Regions from separate parts of the Sus scrofa genome. Here region 1 is linked to region 2. The links are chromatin contacts, called in public promoter capture Hi-C maps. All regions are on one chromosome and are shown on one strand. The core of a region is the stretch at or near the end of the contact, and the rest is flanking DNA. Distances in the headings are between cores, read along the strand shown. Region 1 holds the start of RTN4 (reticulon 4). Region 2 holds the start of CLHC1 (clathrin heavy chain linker domain-containing protein 1).

The links. Promoter capture Hi-C pulls out the DNA fragments that hold promoters and counts their contacts.
Region 1: a contact with region 2 is called in a promoter capture Hi-C map of fetal liver, with 3 times the contacts expected there. The contact joins the promoter of RTN4 here to the promoter of CLHC1 in region 2. A contact is called at or near these places in 2 of 5 promoter capture datasets (fetal liver and liver), 2 of 47 Hi-C or Micro-C datasets (embryonic fibroblasts and liver) and 1 of 2 datasets of contacts at active chromatin or transcription factors (alveolar macrophages).

What each region holds. Positions count from the first base shown.
Region 1 is chr3:86,214,538-86,217,933 of Sscrofa11.1, forward strand. RTN4 (reticulon 4) reads left to right here and starts at 1,298. Exons shown (of 7, transcript NM_001129963.1): 1 at 1,298-1,501. The coding sequence starts at 1,468.
Region 2 is chr3:85,990,455-85,993,636 of Sscrofa11.1, forward strand. CLHC1 (clathrin heavy chain linker domain-containing protein 1) reads left to right here and starts at 1,853. Exons shown (of 10, transcript XM_021087534.1): 1 at 1,853-2,458. RPS27A (ubiquitin-40S ribosomal protein S27a) reads right to left here and starts at 1,803. Exons shown (of 6, transcript XM_003125136.5): 1 at 1,724-1,803; 2 at 1,562-1,626; 3 at 1,038-1,092; 4 at 533-618; 5 at 39-170. The coding sequence starts at 1,609.

The sequences.
Region 1 (3,396 bases), core at 48-2,547, 220 kb after region 2:
ATGGAGAGGCCAGACATTCTCAGCCATGATATGAGTTGGTGACAGTGTTCTCAAATACCACATTTTGCAGGGGTTCAGTGAATAAAGTTAAATATTAACTTTTGAACTGAGAATACTAGACGCTCTTTAAAAATTGCTCCGCTTTATTTATGTTTGCATTTAGGCATAGAGGCAAAGAACTGAGTCCCTTGATATTCAGGCTGCTTCTGATATGAAGGATTTTGCAGAGTTTTGCAGCCTACACAGTTTTATGGGAAGTTCCAAAAAATACTATACCTATTTCAAGTGTACCTGTATAGTCTTACGAAGTATGTACTTTCGTCCTTAGGCTGCATATCTTATGATACTTCAATATATCGCACATTTGAAGATATTTTCGCTGATTTGTCATTATATGTTTCTGCTTAATGATTAATGATTAAACCAGTAAACCATCAGTTAAACCAGTTGTGAAACATTAGTAAAGACTTAATATTTTGCACTGGAATGAATGCCAGTTTCATAAATTTGAACAAAAATTTCAGGAATTCTTTATGGATTTGTCTTTGTATTTATCAGTAAAATTTTAGCTTGTTATTATATCCTTTTCCCAAAGCAAATGATATAATTAGCACATGAATATTTCTCCTCAAGCCAAGTCTATTAATAGTACCTGCAGTGGTGTCTAATAGATATTTATTGAAAGATTGAGTTGGAGCAGGTGATAAGAATAAGTATATATTTGCAAGTCTCTGGATTTCCATAGTTGTAACAGAAGAAAAAAATAATATTACGTTAGAAATATGTATTCAACTGCTAAAATTGAATATAATTTTTTTCTATTGAAATTTAACATATATTCAATAAATATTAATAATTTGACTTCATGATTCTCCTGTCATGCCCTTCCTTATAAGGGTGCAAAATGCTGATTATTTAGAAGCAAGTAAGAGACTCAGCATTTACCAGACTTGAAATTTAAGTTATTACCCTTCTTTGGATCAGTCCATTTTTATCTTATCAGGTAACTATTGATTTTAAAGTTTTAAATGAAGCTGAAAACCATCAGTAAATTCCCCTGTCAAAAAAAAAAAACAAAAAAAAAACTGCACATGGCTTGAAGTGTATTTCAAGTATATACAATGCTTAACTCTGCCAGAACAACCCCCTTTTCTTTCTTTTGGTAGCTTGCCCCTCCCCCTGCAAAAGTAGCTTTGTTTGGTCTGAGCAACAAGCAAAAGACTAGAACAATAAACAGATAGAAGGCGGTAGTGCCTGAGTATTAGTAGCCTAGTTACAGATTGCACTGCGTCAGACTGCTCCACACCCAGAAGGCGTCAGGTGACTGCAGTTGTGCAGCAGAGGAGACTGCAGACTTCGGTTGAGGAAACATATTTCATGTCTCAGGGGGTAGATTTTTGCAGTTACAGCTTTTCTGTTGGTATGCATAATTGATAATTGCATCTGGAGGGCAGATCGTGACAAGAGATGGACGGTCAGAAGAAAAATTGGAAGGACAAGGGTATATCTGCTTTTTAACCTTTATTCAGTTTTTTTTATGTAACCAACAAAATATTTCTATGAATAAGCTTTGCCATTTAGATATATTTTGGATTGCAAATGAAGCCTGTGGAAGGTTTAAGAGTAAAGAGTTAAAAGAGCTATTTCAAATGTTTTTGCATTTGGTTATGTATGAGAAAATGTCATGCTGTTCTGTTTCACTGGCATTTGATTTAGTCTCTGCATTCCGATCTTTGATTAGGTTCTATTCTTTAATATTGCACATTGTAAACTGTTTAGTTTTAACATATTTCATTTGTTGGTCACTTTGGTGTGATGAATCTACATTTCCATCTTTGTATTTCATAATGACATATTTTCTGTGACTATTTTTTTAAAAAGCTGACTCTCGGAATGGTTGAAATTCTATCCAAAGGTCTGTAGGTAGCAAGATCTTGCATTTACAATAAGCTCGTTTTCTTCTTTGGAAATCTTATTATTAAATCTTTGAAGTTACTACCAGTGGCCTTTTAATTAGATTATAATTTTGTATATCTTAAAATGGTTAAAATGTATACATGGTAGTTTTAAATGTGTGTCTATATTTAAGTCACTAACCCTTGTCCTTGTAATAACCAATCAGTGATCTTGATCCCTTTTCCTCCCCCTTGAAAGCCCAGATCCTTTCAAGTCTCAGTGGATCGGGATTGTGTAAGAATTTAAGCGCATAAGTGTAATGAATATTTAAAAAATATTTTATTATGTCAGTGGTTAAATGTGCCATTTTAAGAAAAAGGGAAGGTAGTAGACTGTATACCTGGCGTTACAATAAATTGTCTTAAAAATTATTAGAGCTATTTTTAAGTAGTCCAACTAGACATTCCACACAAGCAGTTTTTTTTTTTTTGGCCATGTTCAAGTTTTATAATTTAAAACATTATTTATTTCTATAGCAGAATTTTAGCAGGGTTGGTGATAATGTTTCTAAAAGCAATCTGTGGAGCTAATTACAGTAACCTTTACAGTATTCTTTTAAAAATTTGTTCAATAAAGTATTGTGGGGAAAACATGAGCTTAATCTTGTTCATATTGAGACATTGGAAAGCTTTTATAGTTACAATTTAAAGAACAGAAAATAATACGTCTTTGGATTTTTATCTCTATGGTTTTTTATGTGTGAATTTAATGAAGAGAAGGATTTTTATTTCTTCATCTTTCTGACCATTAGCATTACAAAGTGAAAGGTGAATTGCTACACTAGTTTTTGATTAGTAAAAATGATAGTAGTGCTAACAATACAGGGAATATAGGCTTTAAAAAATAGGCGAAAAGTCACATCTGGGCCTATTCTGCAACTTTTTAGGCTCTGTATTTGTAATTTGAACCTTAGTCCATTTAATAACATCTTAAATTCTTTATGTACTCAACTAATTTAAGGATATTTTGAGACTGGAGAAATTAAGATCCAGTATAGTGCATATTATACCAAAGATTTATTTTGATTATTTTTAGATACTAAATATAAAATCAAATTTACTCTTAAATATCTCTGGGGAGGCTCACTTTGTAAGTGAAGTGGCTTGATTTTTTTTTTTTTTTTTTTAATGCTTGTCTTTGGCTTTTTTTGCTTGGAAAGACTCTTTCTGATTCATTGGTTAAGGTTTATTTTAGTATTCTCTTTATCAGCAGCTAATTTTAATGTTGTAGATTATAGATTACAGCATAAATGGAAATCAGTGAGAAGCTGAAGCTGCCATGGAATGAGTTTTTTCTCGTTTTATGAAAAGTGTAACAATAGAGGAAAGTATCTAATCTAAGCTCTCTAGGTATATTAAAAAACAAAACAAAAAAACTTAAGGCCATTTTTTTTTTCCCTGCTGCTTTCTTTACCACCCCTCTACCCTCTAAGTGCCATGG
Region 2 (3,182 bases), core at 603-3,102:
TTTTTAAGTCTATTAAATCCTATTTTAAATTGGCTCACCTTATAGTATTTTAGGACAGCCAGCTTAACCTTCTTTCTCTTATGCTTGTTCTTCTTGGGAGTGGTGTAAGACTTCTTCTTCCTTTTCTTAGCACCACCACGAAGTCTCAATACAAGATGAAGAGTGGACTCCTGTTATTGAACAAAATAGGCTTTAAAAATTATTCTATCAATGCTATTGCTCCATTGAAAACGGACAACCAACATCATGCATCTTCTAACTGGATGTGACATAAATATACTCACAGATGGAGTCTCAGGAAAAAAAGATATCTGATTTCTATATAAACTATTAGTTTATAGAAAGATTAAGGAATACTTTAAATTACACTGTGATACAACATGCAAAACCCAAAATGTCAGACTGTAGCAGCATTTCTCAATTGTCAGTGTAGGAAGCACCTGGGAACCTACTCTAATCTAATGCTATTCTTCTCACTTTTGTTATTGGTCAAAATTTCCAAACTAAGACCTGTTCTTTCTGCCATACAGACCTTTTGAATGTTGTAGTCAGACAAAGTACGTCCATCTTCCAGTTGCTTGCCAGCAAAGATCAGTCTTTGCTGGTCAGGAGGAATCCCTAATTAGATTAAAATAAATAAATAAAATTAAGTGATTGCAAATCAAGCATATCTGCTCAAGATTTACAATCCTGAATCAAATAAATGGTACTAATAGTCATCAGTGGTTTTTGCTACAGACAATGTCTAAAGTAAATGTTTAATTTTATCTTATTTAATCTTAATACGGGTTAACATGATCATTTTATAGCTGATAACAGATGTAAATTAACTAGTTCATCTAAACTCACACTTGTGAAGGTACTGCAGCTTAGCCCCATGCCAAAACATTTGTCTACTGTCTTAGTTCAAAAGCGTTTTTGTCAACCTGACCTCTTCCACCCCACCAAAAGCATTTATGTCTAATGGCCTGAGCCTCTACAGATGAGTTTTAAAATGATTATATTAATCCATATTGAGATTAGTTTTAAAAAATTACCTTCCTTATCCTGGATCTTAGCCTTTACATTTTCTATTGTATCCGAGGGTTCGACCTATAAGTTTTGAAATGCAAGTATATTAGTAACACAAAAGAAACTAAAATAAACGCTCAATTCAACTTGAAGCTTGCTCAGGTACGCAGCCTCTGGGGACTGAAGTCACCCACGCCTCTTGATTTCTCTACACTGGGCGGGCTCCCAGGCACGCACACTTCCTCCCCCAGCCCGGGCCACGGCGGTGGCAGCCGAGCCACACGTGCTCGCGCGGAGCTGCGGGGGACGCCTCCCTCCCGCCACGCCAACCCGGCTTCAGCTACCTGGCCGGGACGAGGTGACAGGCTCGGACCTTTTACCGAAAACCTGCCCTAAGCCCTTGCTCAGCAGTAACAACGCTCACTTCAAAGCCAGGTTTCAGAGGGCAGGCTCGGAAACGTACTGCAAAGCAGAATACAGCGCGAGTGCCGAAATCCGCCTCAAGCCCCCCTCCTTCAGGCCGTGCCTTCTGCCTCTGCCTCGCACGTACCTCGAGAGTGATGGTCTTGCCCGTCAGCGTCTTCACGAATATCTGCATCTTGGCGGCGGTTCCACCTGAGCGTGAGGAAAAGAAGAAAATGAGTGAGATTTGGGTACAAAGAAGGGCTACAGCGGGCCCCGGGGCGGAGAAAGACCTAGAGCACACACTCACCACAGATGGCGGATCCGAAAGGAAGGGCGCTCCGACGGTCCAAGGCTTTCCCGACGTCCCCCAAGGCCCCGCCTCCTAGGCGTCCATGCAATGCCTGAGCGCTGTCGTAGCGGCTGTCCAACCACATGCCAGACCAAGTCGTGACCTAGCTTCTCTTTTCTAGCCTGGCTTACTTTTTATTTTAACCTCCAGAGTGCTCTCTAAGTAGTAGACTTAAACAACTCAAAAATTGTTTTTAAAAAGCTTTCTCCCTCTAGTTGACGTGGCCAAGAGGGTCTTTCAAAGGGGGTGGGGTTGAGGGGGGGGCCTCACGAGGGAAAGGGAGGAAGTAGAAGTCTTTTCTGGGAACTGTAGTTTTCCAACGCTTTCTCTTTTTTTTAGGACTTCTTGTCCCGAGATGCAGTTCCACACGCCCGGGTTTCCTGGTTACTATACCTAGTTACAGCCTAGCGCTGGAGTTGGGGTTTGCTGAAGGTGGTTAAGGTTAGGTGGGAGCAAGGGTGAAGCGCAGTAATGGTTTCGGGGAAAGTGTAAATGGCTTGGAAATGGTTAGGAGGAAAAGTTAGGAGGCTGGAAAAGGGTGGAGGAACCAAAGTGTTGTTCATCCCCTTACATAAGCGGTGAGGGGCGGAGGATCAGCCATCTACCACCGAACGCTTCCCGGTTCTTCAAGGGAAGGGCATTCCTGTGGCCAACTCCAGGCAAGCTGAATAGGTGATGCTCCTAAAACCTTGGGTCGGTCTTTTTCTCGGCCTATAGCCCCTCCCCACCTTCAACCCCCTAGGCTCCCCTAGTCTGAGAAGGTTCTGTCTAGTGTGTCACTTCGAGGTGTGCAATGGCTTAATATGTTGAAAAACGTCAGAAGTTTTCAAATTTTCTAATGAAGCCATAGGGGAAAGAAACCTGCGGAATGGTTCTTTATTGTAGAGTTTCCAAGTTTAGACTTTGGAATTGTGGTGAAAATCCTAAGAGGAAATTTTTGAAGAATGTGGGGCGCTCTCCCGGCGAGGCGGGCGGGTTAGCACTTCCCCTGGCCTTTCTCCGCTGTACAAACCACAGAATCCTTATACACACCCCTCCTATTGTCTAATTACTTTATTTCTCTGTGCCCTCTCCTTTGCATCCCCATCCCCACGTTCAGGTCCTCCTTAATTTTTTTTTTTTAATGATTTTTACCTTTTCCATTATAGCTGGTTTACAGTGTTTTGTCAGTTTTCTACTGTACAGCAAGGTGGCCCAGTCACACATACACATATACATTCTTTTTTTCACATTTTCATGTTCCATCATAAGTGACTAGTAGGTCCTCCTTAATTTTCTCTGTTCCCAGTCTTTCTTTTCTAACCTACCTTCACTGTTGCCTCCAAAATATTCTAAAAAATAAAAAAATGATTATGTCATTATTTTAATTCACCTTCAAGATGAAATCCAAATTTCTTTTTCCTTTTTTTTTTTTTTT